Linked DNA regions of Callithrix jacchus: regions 2 and 3 are each linked to region 1. Evidence: chromatin contacts called from public Hi-C data. All regions are on one chromosome and are shown on one strand. The core of a region is the stretch at or near the end of the contact, and the rest is flanking DNA. Distances in the headings are between cores, read along the strand shown. Region 1 has its middle 34 kb from the start of XCR1. Region 2 holds the start of CXCR6 (C-X-C motif chemokine receptor 6). Region 3 overlaps FYCO1 (FYVE and coiled-coil domain autophagy adaptor 1).

Region 1 (4,775 bases), core at 1,474-3,973:
CATCACAAAATTGCACCCAATAAGAGCCACTTGTATAGATGTGTGTGTCCTTATTTCCTGTTTTGCATGCTGTAACAAAGCCGTGATGCTTGGAGCCATAGCAGCTACCTTGTAATCATAGGGAATGATGCCACAGAGGTGCTGAGTCTGGTAGAATTTGCTGCATCAGCCCTAGAATTACCTTCCTAACAGAAGTTAGCAGCCTCCATTATGTAAGCCATTTTAGTCGTGTGCTCTGCTACTTACAGCCAAAAGCAGCCTAGTGAACTCACCAATGACCTTATTCCTCTGCTTAAAGTCTTTCACTATTTCTGCATTCAGCATTAATCTCAAACTCTATACCCTAACGAACAAGGACCTTTGTCTCCCTCCTCTGCCTCTCCCACCAACCATCTTAGCACACATTTTCCCCTCTTGAGCCAGAGTCCTTTGAACAAGACCTGAGATTTTCTGCCTCCTGAATTTCTCATTGGCCAGCCCCTCCACAGCATGTCCTCTTTCCTCTTCTCTCCCTGTTTTAACCGCTATGTACTTTTCAAAACTTAGCCATGCCACTTCTTCTAGGAAGTTTTCTCTAAATCTCCATGTGACCTTTTTGAAATGTAGTCCCCAACTTAGTTAACTGTCCTCCAGCTCAAAGTGATCACGTGTTTCCTGGGGCAGGAATTTGGGTCTCTGTGACCTTTCATAGCTCTGGTCACCAAAGCAGTGTATAACTGACTAATTCTGACTTATTCAAGAATACACAGGTGACCTTTGTGGTAAGAACGTGCTATGTATGGGTGACATGAGCTGGCCAGAACTGAAGGCACAGAGCCCAATTCAGCCCAACTCACCTCAACCCAACCAGTGAATGCTGCTCATCTTTCCAGCTTCAGACCTTGACGTTCCTGCCTCTTATACCATGCACTTCACCCACAACGAAGTTCTTGATGGCCCAGAATGTCCAATAGTGCATGAGTGTTCCCCTACATCTGGCATTCAGCTCCCTCTCCCTGGATAACTCCTTCTTGTTCTTCTGATCCCCCTTTGACATCACCACCTCCAGGAAGCATACCATGCCTCTTCAAAGATGGTGTAGTCAGCCTTCCCCTCACATAGAACTTACCATACTGCCTCCTAAACACCATTTCCATATCTATAACCTTACGAGTATCTTAAAGGCGGGGACCAAAAATGATGTATTCCTTTTTTTTTTTTCTTTATATAGCCCACAAGCCACAAAGTTCAGGGACAGTGGAATGCTGATGTATTCCTTTTGAACCCCCAGCACCTACAGGTATGCTAGGCCTATCTGTGAGAATCAATGTTCACAGCATGACTGTGCTAATGACCTGGCTGAATATGACATGCTCCTGTCCTCACTTCAGCAAACATGTATTGGGGTCTGACTCTGTACCACAGGTCCATAGTTTCCTCATTACACTACTGTCATCATTCAGGTTGCTGGGAAAATCAGCTATTGAGCACCCAACATCTGCATACTAAGTATCTAACTCATGTTAGTTTATTTAATCCTCACATCAACTCAGTATAGTGGCGCTATAATTATCTGCAATTCAGATAAGGAAACCGAGGTGCCAAAATTGCACAGGCACTGAATGCTAGAGTCTGGATTTAAACCCCTGAGGCCTAACTCCAGACACCACGGAGTTAACCTCTATACTGCCTGGCCTCCTTTTTCATAACTGCCTAGACACTTGTCACAAATGCAAAGGCATGGGCCCCATCCAAAGAGCTTCTGTTTCTATAGGTGCATGGGGGACCTGGGAACCTATATACACCATGAGCCTTATCTAGTGTGGTCTACACCAACTTCCCTCTAAGAAATGAGGGCTGTGCCCCAGAGCACCAAGGAGTGTATCTGAGGATCTACCTGGTCTGGCCCTGGTGAGCCTGCCTTGCTGCATCACAAGACACCTGTGCTTACTACCCTAGCTCCCTCTACCAGGAATGCTGTTGCTGGCCTCCCTCCCTCCACCCACCCATGTGTGCTTGGGCAGCAAAGGAGCGAGAAGAGGGAGTGAATATTTTCCTCAGATCTTCTGAGAATGAGTTAGCAAATGCCCCAGGGATATCCCCACATCACCTCTTTCAGAGGCCCTGGAACAGGCAAAGATGCCTCAGGCTTCTCAAATGCCTGTTTAGTCTTTGGTGCTACCAGAAATATCCAAAAGGCTCCGTCTATCACCCTACACACATTCAGAGCACACCCCGCATGGTTCAGTCCTCTAACTACTAACCTGGGTCACCCTCTGAACCTCCTCACAGCCCTGGTGATTCCAGCAGTAGTTTGCTCTGCTTGAAACAGATCTGACCCGGAGAACCAGGCAGCAGTGGACCTTGGGGGAGCCCGGGGCCAACACCTGCATTTCCCCAAGTCTAACTGGCAATGGGGTCTACTGAGCTGTGTGTTGGGTGAGAAAAGCAGACTTCAAAAACAGGGCCTCCCTACGCCCAGGAGTCAGTGAATTTTACTGTCACCTGACGTCATAGGGGTATCATCTGAGATTTGGCAGGTGGCCCAGAACAGCTCAGCTGTCGGAGCTTGTAAAGTGGGCAGGCTAGCATTTGGGGGATTCCCCAGCAGTGTGGCAAATGGAAGCTCAGCTAAGAGAAGGCACCCCTCTTAAAGCCACATCAAAGATTAAGTTGCTGGAAAGTTAGCAAGACTCCCACTGGTAACAGTCCCTAAGAGCAGCCTGAGAGTGTGGGATGGGTGAAGGAGGGGAGGAAAAGCAGGATGGGGATTTTCCCCTAATTAATATTACTTGTTTTGACTACTGCTACATAACAAAGTGCTTCAAAATGCAGAGGCTTAAAAGAAGCATCATTTGATTAGATCTCACAATTTTGTGACTCAGAAAGTTGAGTAGGGCTTGGCTGGGTAACTCTTTCATGCAGCATCAGTGGGGGTCCCTTGGTGCTGTTGAACTGGTGGATACCTGGGGCTGAACAGAGAAGGCTGGAGAGCTAGGCTCGGCTGGAACCATCTACCATTCCTGCATGTGGCCTCACCAGCATGGTGGCTTCATATGTCGTTCTTCAAAAGTGGTGGTTCAGAGCACCAAGCGAGAATGTTCCAAGAGACCCAGGTGAAAGCTGCAAGGCTTCTTACGAGTTAGAAGTCCCAGAATGTCACTCCAACCACATTCTATCAGTCAAGCACATCACCGAGGCCAGCTGAGATTTCAAGAGTGGAACTGAACTTCATCAATCAGTGGGAGGAGCAGTAAAGGATTTGCAGCCATATTTAATCTCCCACGATACAAGAGAGCTAGGAAAAACTTGCAAGGCTCATTTTGGGATTTTTTCCACTCCATACATGTTTGTTGAGTTCCTGGTATGTGCCAGCTACTGTCCTAGGCACTAGAGAGATAGAACAATGAACAACAGAGACATGATCCCTGCCCTTATGGAAACTGTCTAAAAGAGTCTAACGAATAATTCCTCAGTGCTTGGCACATGGTATGTGTTCAATCAATGTTGAATACTGGTATTATTATTGTTAAATAATCATTAGGGGCCAGACACATTGGCTCACACCTATAATCCCAGCACTTTAGGAGGCCAAGGTGGGAGGATCACTTGATGCCAGAAGTTTGAGACCGGGATGGGCAACATAGCAAGACTCTGTCTCTACTAAAATTAAAAGAAATTATCCTGGCATGGTAGCATCCACCTTTAGTCCCAGCTACTAGGGAGGTTGAGGTGGGATGATTGCTTGAGCCCAGGAAGAGGTCAAGGCTACAGTAAGTCATAATTGTATCACTGTACTCCAGCCTAGGTGGTAGAGTGAGGCCCTGTCTCAAATAATAACAAGCCATTGGGGAAAAGATTTGCCATGAACAGATAAACAACAGGGTGCAAAATAATACAATTAACAAAGAGGCTTACATGTTTAGGAGGTTAACATTTAAGCCAAGGATGAGAAGTAATGAACTAGGGGAAGGGGGACAGCGAGAGATTTTTTCAGGCAGAGGAAACAGTGTGTGCCCCACAGTGCAGTGGGCAAGGGCAGTGGGCATCGAGTTAGGCTGGGCAGGTGGCACAAGGACAGATTACCCAAGGCTCCGCCCATGGGTGTTCATATAGATCCACCTTCCACCATCTCCACTTGCCTTGTGCTTCTGATGGCTGATGTGTGTGAGCTGCGCCCACAGTCCCCTTTCTCCTGGTTGGCGACAGTGGAGACACAGCAGGAGTTTGGACAGGGGAACCTGGGGGCAGGGGGAGAAAGAGAGTGGAGTATTTGGAGTATTTATTTTTCTGGCTTCCTCCCTGCTGGACTGGGGTGAAAGTAATCATGTTCCTCTGCCCAAGGCTGTGTGCCCCGCCAAGCAGCCCTCTCCTAAGGCTGTAGGTCTCACTAGGCTCTCCAATGGCTCATTCTCCTGTGTGCTCAGGCTTAGGATTAGTAGCAGCTTCCCACTATTGTTAGGTCAGGGATACTTTACCATCCCTTCCTGCATTCCCTATACCCTGCCCACACCTTTGTAAAGGGTCTCTCTTCCTTGAATTGTCCTCAATTACCTTTTTGAGAGAGCCACTTGATTCCTACTGGGGCCCTGAATGACAGAGCTGTAGCAGCTAGGATAATAATCTGGAACTCTATCCCAGGAGCAATTCTAAGAAAATGATAACCTTCCATTCAGTGGTGTGAAGATTAACAACCAGAATGGCCTCCATCTCTTGACCTCGTGATCCACCTGCCTCGGCCTCCCAAAGTGCTGGGATTACAGGCTTGAGCCACCGCGCCCGGCCTGTCTAGCTAA
Region 2 (4,775 bases), core at 1,301-3,800, 120 kb after region 1:
AACTCAGATCCGGAACAAGTAAACTTAATAAATATTCATAGAGCTCTCCACTTCAAATACACAAAATATACATTCTTGTCAATACCACATCACACTTACTCATAGGTTTAAATGAAACATTGATTGGCCATTATTAATACCCTTTTTTTTTTTTTTTTTCAGAATAAAGCAATATTTCCGTTCACCCTCCCTCTTTCTCTTCCTCTTTCTTCCTCTCCTTTACTCATTTTCTTTTTCTTTCCTTCTCTCAAAAAAAAGAAAAAAAAAAAAAAAAGAAATCAACTTGTAAACCTCTAGATCCAGGTCAGCAATGTCTCTCTCATTGCTTGATTTCCTTCCTTCCCTTCCCTCCCTCCCTCCCTTCCTCCCTCCCCCTTCCTCCCTTCCTTCCTTCCTCCCTCCCTTCTTCCTTCCCTCCCTTCCTGCCTTCCTCCCTTACTCCCAAAAAATAAATAAATAAATTAATTAATTAATAAAAATAAAAAAGGTAGATTTCCCCAAAGGGGAGCCTTGTCTTAGCTTCTGTGATTGGCAGGTTAGGACTTAGGGGACTCCTTTAACAAGCAGAAGACCCAACTGAAATGGGGTACCAGATGGGCTGCATTTCTTACCCAGGGATGTCACTTCTGTCTGACCCTTCCCTCTGCCCTGTGACCCTGCCAAAGACCACGGACAGGACAACGGGTCATGTAACCTATGGTGTGGGAGCAGGAGCAGCTGCAGGAACATCAGCCCATGAGTGCCAGCTTTGCCCTTGCTACTGACCTGCAGATACTCAACATGCAGCAGCTCAGTTCTGGTGACCTGTAGCCATGTCTGGCCAGCACCTCAAGAAGGTGTATGAAGAAGAGCAGGTGTTTGGATAGAATCTCTGCCACGTTTAACAAAGTCAAAATATTGCCTGACCAGACAAGGACATATAAACAGTGAGGTTACCTCTCCTAATCCACTCAAAAACACTTCTGTCCCTGATACTGAGTCCTGACTGGGAGCAGTGTCTCTGATGCTGCTGCTTGCCTCTGTCTTTCCAGGGGCCAAAGTGCCCTTTCTCTCTAGCAAGAAGGATGCTGCCTTTGGGCTAAGACTGCTTAATAAATCATCCTTGCCCTTAGACCACAGTTGTTAGATCTCTAAGGGAGATAAGTCAGCCAGTAGACATCCTGCCCCCCCACAAGCTTTCTGGGGTACTATATTGAGTTATTCAGTAGGTAAGATATTGTGTATGTGTTATTAATTCACACAGGCAAAAACATAGATTTTCATCATTTGAAATATGAAACAGGTGGCTTTGCTCTTAAGAATAATGTCCAGCTCCCCATTATTGCTTGACTTGCTCTTGCCTTTTTTTGATATCCTCCTGTTCCACTTTTGCTGGTCCCTTATGCTGCTATGACACATTTCCTCAAAGGACCTATGCAAATTCATGTGTAAGGATTGGTAAACTTTGTTGTGTAGTAATTGGTAAACAGATTGGGCCTGGACAGTGCTGTGCAAATAGAGTATTAAAAATTACTTTCCCTTCTAGAAGAGGCCAAAAACATTCATTTATTTATCTTCTATAATCAAAATCCTATTTTGATTTCTGCAAATTAAAAAAATACATATACAACTTTGGAAATAGTGTAAAAGTCTGAAAATAAATGAAGCAAATTATAATTCAGACATAGAATATGACTTAAATGTTTAGGAAGTATTTTTAATGATTTTGGGAAATGTAATACAGTTAAATTGCTAAAAACTATAAACACAAAGCAAATATGCAAAGTGTTAGCTATTACTGTTACAACAAAGAGATGTCAAACACACACACACACACGCACACACACACACACACACACACTCCCCTCTGCAATTCTGGGAGTCCATGAACCCCCTGAATCCCTCTGCCATGTATTCAGAACTCATTTTAGAGTTCATGATAAACTATATGATTTTTGACTGTACTTTTAAAAACCTAGAAAAATGATTGCATTTAATTAGCAGTTGGCCTCTAGCTGAGGGAATTATGGGTGACCTATTTCTTCCTTTTTTTTAATAGTTCCCAAAGTTTCTATAGTAGTACATTGATTTATAATGAAAAAAGAACATAAATGATAATCTGAGAAAACAGCCTGTCTTAGGCAAAAGAAATGAAAACAGAAATTATTCGTTGAGCAAATATAGACACTAACTAGATTCTCCTTATCTCCCCAGGTGTATCTGACTGTGCCATTACTAGTAGTACCATCAGCCCACAGGCACTAACCATGTGCCCAGAAACATGTTCACTGTTTCTCCAATTTAACCCATATGGTAGCAAATGGCAGTGATGGAATTCGAACTAAAAGCAGTTGAGCTCCATAGCCTGGCATTTTACACTGTGCCCCACTACAGACAGGAATCTGAAAATACCAACAATACCTGGAGTTAGTCCTCCCTGTCTTCTTTTAAGTATAAAGAGTAAGACAAATGACTCACCAGCAGAAATGCTTGGACAGTTTGTTCCACAGATGAGCTTGCTCACGAAGCAAGGTCTGCCTCTACTTCTGTGATGTGGTTCATGTTTCCGCTGAACCTTTTTTAAGAGCCCTCAGCTGGTTATATACGAGACCCATCCCTACTCCTGTCCTTTAGTTTCAAATCCACATGACCAGCCCTCCCCTGTGTAATGTGTGGGTCAGTCAGAGATGGATGGGTGACTGATACCCCATACCCCCTTCATTCTGCCTCGGGGCTGATTCTTCTGTCAGAGTATGACAGGGGTTTTATTTTTAAATTAAAGGGGAACAATAAGGAAGTTTGGCTCTGGCCATCCACTGAAGATGGTAGCATTGGTACCTTAAAATTACTTCATTCATTAGTCAGACATCTTTTTGGAACAGTTGAGGTCTGGGCCAATGCTGAGTCCATGGCTGGGTTCTGCGTGCACTTGCAGCTCCAGCATATGTGATAGCTGTCTTGCCCCATAGCAGCCCTGCAGTGGATATTATCCCTCTTTTATAGATGAGAACACTGAGGACCGTAGCCAAAATAACAGCCCCAGTCCACACAGCTAGAAACTGGCAAATTGAAGATACACACTTAGGTCTGTGTCATTACCAGACCAATGAACAGGATGATGATGGGTCTGCCAGAGGTCCTGGTGCAGCCCCACCTCCTAAGCCCACACCACTCAGGCCCCTCAGCAGGCAGTGCTCACCCACCTTGCCTAGCCTGGCTGGAATCATCTGGTTTCCTTGGTCTGCCCTCTCTACTGGAATTCCCCAGATGTTGACGACTTTTATCTCAGTACAGTTCTAGTTGTCAGCCTCCGTGATCTAACATTACTGACCCTTCTGGGAAACAACGCTGGAAGGCAGGAATTGGAGACATGTCTGCTTTCCCAGAAGCAGCTGACCTCTTGTGGAGGTGCCTGGTCTCCCTTCTCTGACTATGCACTGCCATTCAGGCTGCTTCTCCCCAGTGCTGTTGCTCTCTCTACCACCTGCTAGGCAGACCTTCTCATGTGGCTCTTCCTAAGGGCAAATGTCAAGCATTGGGAGCAAGGACCAGGAGCAGCCTCAGGATCCAGAGACTAACACTCAGCTCTACTGCAAGCTTGGCCCTATGCTGGATGCTTCTGTGTACAGCCATCTAATCCTAATCACTTACAGACAGGCAAACAGAAGATTAGAGAGATTAGCCCACTTGCCCAAGAAACACATCCCCAGTGGTCACCTAGGACTGTCCGGCTGTAAAGCCAATGCTTCCTGTTCTGCTCTGTGTATGGAGCTGTGATAATAGATGTGAAGACCTCTAGTAGGTTTGCAGGCATTTTTTGAATGAATTAGGTCAGACTATCCTTTCTACCAAACTAGTACAAATGAGTGAGGTATTCCTTATGGGCATGAACCATGAGGCTGCCTAGACTGCATACCAATGGACAGATGGATGCAGGGAGTGGTGAATGAATGAAAAAGGAATAGACTAAGCCAAATAGAGCCCTGCCTTTCTGAAAGAGACCTTTCAAGGCAGGATGGCAATTTAAAGTAACCCTGCCTAATATTTAGGAATCTTTAAGCTTTGAGGGCTGAGTTTTACCCGGGTACAAGTCAACCATGCCATTCAAGACAGGTCTATAGAGCAGAATTAGAATGGCCTGAGCCTCGTCAGATGCCCTTGGCCATGCTATTCTTAGCAAGCTTTTCTACTCCATGGGGAAAACAGGCTGGCACCTAGAGCCCTCCATGACTGTGTATACATGTGAATATGGAAATATGTGTGTTTGAGAAAGGATGGCTTGTTTATCATGGCCATTCTTTAATGGAAACTTCCCTGTAGTACAAAAGACTAGCAAATCAATTTGAGGAGCTCAGCTACTCACAGGTTTGGGGCTAAAATTTTATTTTACAAAATGTCTTTTATTTACTTTACAAAATGCCTTTTATTGTCTGCCAGTTTGTAGTGTTAATTGTTTAAAGGTCATTACTTTTATTTGAAACAAAACTTTAAACTTTTTAAGGGTCAGTACCCAATCATATGTGTCTTAGATTTCCCCAGAAATACCTAAACATTTTCTAAATAAAATTGGGGGAAGAATAAAAGGGAAGCACAGACATACCTGCTGCAGATTTATCCTGGAGGTCAGGCTGTTGGCCTGCTCTCCTTTCCCGAACATTGCCGAGCTGCTAAGTTATCTGTTCCAGGATTCAGACGAGACATTTACTGCTCTGGCGGGAGCAGAGCTACTATGGCTGAGAGGTATTATTGTGGGGGTTGTCAATAAGCAGGAGACTAGGAGAAGGAATCCGCGTATA
Region 3 (4,775 bases), core at 969-3,468, 67 kb after region 1:
CGGCAAATGGCCCTGGAAGCCACGGAAGTATAGCATGAGACTCTGCAGTAAGGGCTGAGAATCATGAGTGGAGTACAGTCTGGTACCTTGCATGTTCATTTGTTCTCATCAAAGCACTTACCAGGCCTCAATTGCTCTTTCTTACTTGGTTGTAAGTTTATTGGGGTATATGTTATCTGTTTCTCCCACTGAGCCTGAGTTCCTTTAAGGCCAGAGCTCCACCCACCGCCCCTTTTCACACCTGTATCCCCAGCTCTTGGTTCAGGCTTGCCTCTTCATAGTGCTGCCAAAAAATACCTTTTACCTGGCTGGCAGTTTGTTAGCACATAGAAGTTGCCTGCTGCTTTCTCAAGGCTGTGTTTTGTGGCTGTGTCATATTCCATCAGAGATTCACTTCTTAGTCCATAACTGGCTGGGTTGACCCCTTTGACACTTCAGTCAAGAGAAGTCTCAGAGCATATAAATTTGGAGATCTGTAGTTTTTCCCCATGTAGGTGGGGCCTGTATTCTTTGGGGCAGGAGTAGATGCATCAGTTGAGTTCTCAATTATTGATGCAGTTGTTCCAGAGACTGCCCAAATTCTCATGCCTGTCATTGTCACCTCCTGGATATTTTCTCAGCCCCACAGCCTCAAGTATAGAGGTGTGGCTCCTCCCTTGATCAGCCACCCACCTCACTAAAAAAAAAACACTTGGCTTCCCCCAGATTCAAAAGCAACCCCTCAGAGCCCTCGAAGCCCTGTTCTCTGGGGTCCATGGACTAGAATAGTGGCCGTTTTGTATGTGTTCTGGTGGAGCAACCAGGGAACCTGCTATTGTTGGTGGAACAGAGGGGACCAAGAGAAGTTTCAAGAAGCTATAATAAAGCCTCAAGTTCTCATTCCCTTTAAGAGAGAAGATGACAAGAAGGAGTGTTTGGGAAAGATGACCCAGGCATGCAGTGGCTTAACACTTTAATCACAGGTCCAAGGGGTTGGGTCACCTAATGAGTCTTTGTTCACGTGTGCTGAAATACCTGCCTCTGAGCTGGCCTCTGGCAAACTCCGGAGCACTCTCCTAGCCACCCTCTCGAAGCTCTGGGGAGGGCAGTCTGCCTGCCCACTGATTGTTCCAGCGCTGGGCCAGCAGGACCTCCGGGCCTTTGAAACTGCAGGTACCAGCCAAGTGCCTCCCTTTCTGTAGGTGGTAACTAGATATAGATGCCACTGGGTGTGCTGAACCAGGCCTAGGCAATGGACTCTTCCAGAAAGGCTTTTCTGCCTTTTTATCTGTCCTTGTCCTTAACATTCTTTCTTGGTCAGGGGAGAATTTACAACTGGTATGCTCCTCCTTATTTGGGACTGGGGGAGAAATACAACTGTAAGGAGCCCTCTCTAGGTCAGCCCTTAGCTATTGTGTTGGGAGCAAAATTTTGAAGGCGGAGAAAGGTTGACTTCCACGCCTCCAACCTCCTCCTCCCCCGATGATTCTTCTTTCCTTGTGTGGCAACTCAGATGTTATTATTGTTGCTGTCTGAGCCAGTTTCTGGGCAATATTATGAGTATTAGTCACTTGCACTGTAGTGCAAATAAGTTTACATGAGTCAGTCAGCATCTCTGTGTCTTTGACTACACCGCTGTTGCTATTGTTTAAGGCATTGAGGGCATCTGGGCAGATATTTTTAAAACTTGGAGGTCAGAGAACATCGTTTACCTCTAAAATGATACCTAGGTCATGACTAAGAACTCATACACTGGTACCAAGTGAAAAATAAGAATTTTTTAAAATGCAGTGAGTCCCTTTTCCTCTTTATTAGAAAATTGGATGTTTTCAGACATTTTGGATAGACTTAAACGTAATTTTGAGTTGTTGGCAAGGAAATCCAGTACTTCCAAAGATTGTATAAAACGGATTTCTCTGCTGTTTAGAAGAGCCTGTCAGAGACAATGATGAAGGTTTTTACATGTTGTGCAACAAGGACTGGGTTTATGAGGTGATTGACACACTGCGGGGTCCTGTGAGGTGTGTGAGTCCCAGAGTCCTTACCCTGGTGCTGAAGCAGCCATGGGAGTGTGTACAGAGCTTTGAGTGTCTCCTGAGTTGGGAGAGCTGTTTGCCAATGGATTATAGATGTCAGGATCAGGCTGGTTCAGGCCAGGAGTCTATGATCCCTCAATGAAAGGGCAAGCTTACCTAGAGACACAAGAAAGTTGATCATGTTTGGAGAGAGATCATGCCGATTCTTTGCCTTTTGTTGTGGTTAATAATGACCTCAGACCAAGACTGAGGAGCAAGGGAAGCAAGCTGCTGAGTCCATGAAAATAGCATCCCCATGGTGACTATGTTCTCTATGGAAGCTCTGATTTACTTCCTGAATCCCTGTGAGGTGGGGAAGAGTCAGAGTGGGGAAGCCCACCACGCCCCACAGGCCTGGCATGCAATTTCTTAGGGCCCATGACCCTGGTGGTGACACAGCCTCTTTGGAAAGTCAGCTTGTGTAATCAGCGGCTGGGAACAGCTCACCCCATGACCTGGGAACTTGACACCAGTGGAGAGCACACTCGGAAGATCAGACTGACAAGGCCTCCTGCTTTGGGCTGACACAGGGGCAGTGTCACGAAAGCACCAAGAATTCTTAAAGGAGCATATTGCTGTCTGTGTTCAGGCTCATGATGCCAAGATACTGGTTTGGGTTTGCAGACATTGTTTCCCTTGTGCCAGACTCCAGTTAAGTCTGGTTTCCAGAAAATCCAGCTGGTTGTGTGGTTCCTCCCTTGTCCTGGCCGCAGCCTGGAAGAGCTACTCAGGATCTGTTGTTGCTCTCACCTCCTTCCCAGCCTCCACCCTCTCCACAGACATGGTCTAGAAGTGTACACACAGACCTGGTGGGCTGCATCTGAAGGCTCACAGGGCATCACTCCAGTCATCTTCCTCCAGGATTATTTCTCTCAGAAACCGCAAGCTCCTCTGTGTTGGCAGTAGTCAAATAAGAGTAATGCAGCTAAAGAAACAGCCTTTACTCTTGTGTGCCTCCGCCCCGGTATCCTTTCCTTCTTGGCTCTCTCCAGTGACCTCCTGTTCATTTTTTTTTTTTCTTTGAGACGGAGTTTCGCTCCTGCTACCCAGGCTGGAATGCAATGGTGCCATCTCAGCTCACCGCGAACTCCGCCTCCTGGGTTCAGGCAATTCTCCTGCCCCAGCCTCCCGAGTAGCTGGGACTACAGGCACACACCACCATGCCCAGCTAATTTTTTGTATTTTTAGTAGAGACGGGGTTTCACCAAGTTGACCAGGATGGTCTCGATCTCTTGACCTCGTGATCCACCTGCCTCGGCCTCCCAAAGTACTGGGATTACAGGTGTGAGCCACCGCCTCCTGTTCATTTTTTAGGCCTGGCCATCACAGAATGTCCACCACTTCTCCCTTCCTCAAGGAGAACTTAATTTTCCCTTCCTCAGATCCCATTGGATTTTTTTACAAATTCATCACAATGCTGCTTTTTTATGAGATATAATTTACAGTTATATGAGTTGTGACAAGTATATGTTTGTCAAATACATGTAGTCACGTAACCATCACCGTAATCAAGGCACCAAACAGAATTGCCTCCCAAATTTCCCTGTGCTCCTTTGTAGTCAGACCCTCCCTTCTCCCCTAGGCTCTGGAGCCACTGATGTGATTTCTCTCCTAATAATTTGCCTTTGCCAGAATCGCATATAAATGGGATTGCACAGTTGTCATGGTTTGAGAATCTTTCTTAACTCAGCACAGGGCATTTCAGATTCCTCCATGTCATTTTGTATACCCATAGTTCCTATCTTCTCAGAGCTGAGTACCCATGACTTTTTATCTGTATCTCTATGGGGGCCTCTTCCACTGTATCTGGATATGTGATATTTTTCCATCTGTCTCCTTGATGGGTAGCCAGGTTCCTCCATGGCTGGAATGTGTTTTGTGTGCCTCTGTATCCCCAGCCTGCACATAGTAGGCACTTGATGGAATGTGCTGGAGCAGCTGCGTGTTGATCATGGAGGTCCTTATCCTCTCTGGCTCTCTCTAGGGTCCCAGCTGGTCCCTGCTCAGGCCCTGTGTTCAGCAGGTGACCTGGAGAGACACCCAGGGATAGGCAGGCAGGCTTCTCATAAAGCACTCCTACCCTCAGTTTGGTGTCCCTGATGGGTGGGTGCCAACATTTGTTGGGAGGTTCAGGGGGTTGTCTGTGGATCCCCTGAAGCTCTTGTCTCTGGCACTCATGAATTCCTAGGACTGCAGTACAGGCATGTGTCTGACTGCTTCCTTCCTCCAAAGCCAGAGAAGCCCTCTTTGGGCCTTGTTTGCACTGAGTCACAGCTACCCTGGCTAGTTAGTTAAAAATAGGTTCTCATTATCTCTGCCCTGTGATAGGCCCTTCTCTCCTCGGACAGAGGCAGGAATCCTTATGTAAATATTTGGAGGAGCTTGTGCCTGGGTTGATTTTCATGCCAGGATCTGCTTGCCTGGACTCCTGGAGCTGTGAGGGTAAGGTGGCAGTGGGAGAAAGGTGGCATATGTTAGAACACTTAGGGTGTTCACATTACTTGGAAGACCCTGGACTTCATGGTGGTACCTCAAGCCAGTGGAAGTGGTTGGTCATTTGCAGTAGTGACAATGCCTTAGTCTTAAAAAGTCAGTATTGGAAAAACCATCAGATTCGAAATCAGACTGACCACAATTCAAACCTGTGATTGCTCGTCTTACTCGCCTGTGGCCTTAAAGAAGTTACATGACTCCTCTGAGCATCAGTTTCTCCTTTGTAAA

What was found. Hi-C and Micro-C count contacts between places; a contact is called where the count stands out from the background.
Region 2: a contact with region 1 is called in a Hi-C map of skeletal muscle, with 5 times the contacts expected there. The contact joins the promoter of CXCR6 here to the enhancer-like site in region 1. A contact is called at or near these places in 2 of 3 Hi-C or Micro-C datasets (both in skeletal muscle).
Region 3: a Hi-C map of skeletal muscle shows a contact between it and region 1, with 5 times the contacts expected there. The contact joins two enhancer-like sites. A contact is called at or near these places in 3 of 3 Hi-C or Micro-C datasets (induced pluripotent stem cells and skeletal muscle).

Annotation. Positions count from the first base shown.
Region 1 is chr15:28,784,554-28,789,328 of calJac240_pri, reverse strand. No RefSeq gene overlaps it. Among named protein-coding and RNA genes, the nearest start is that of XCR1, 34 kb to the right of the region's middle. Within about 2 kb of position 2,723, at least 3 of the 16 cell types and tissues checked have an H3K27ac peak or open chromatin away from gene starts, as enhancers often do. A contact at or near this core is called in skeletal muscle, where this site is marked.
Region 2 is chr15:28,668,125-28,672,899 of calJac240_pri, reverse strand. It overlaps CXCR6 (C-X-C motif chemokine receptor 6), which reads right to left and starts at 2,550. Exons shown (of 2, transcript XM_008981526.5): 1 at 2,458-2,550. The region is part of intron 14 of FYCO1 (FYVE and coiled-coil domain autophagy adaptor 1); the gene reads left to right.
Region 3 is chr15:28,716,749-28,721,523 of calJac240_pri, reverse strand. All of the region lies in intron 1 of FYCO1 (FYVE and coiled-coil domain autophagy adaptor 1), which reads left to right. Among named protein-coding and RNA genes, the nearest start is that of FYCO1, 7.5 kb to the left of the region's middle. Within about 2 kb of position 2,218, at least 3 of the 16 cell types and tissues checked have an H3K27ac peak or open chromatin away from gene starts, as enhancers often do. A contact at or near this core is called in skeletal muscle, where this site is marked.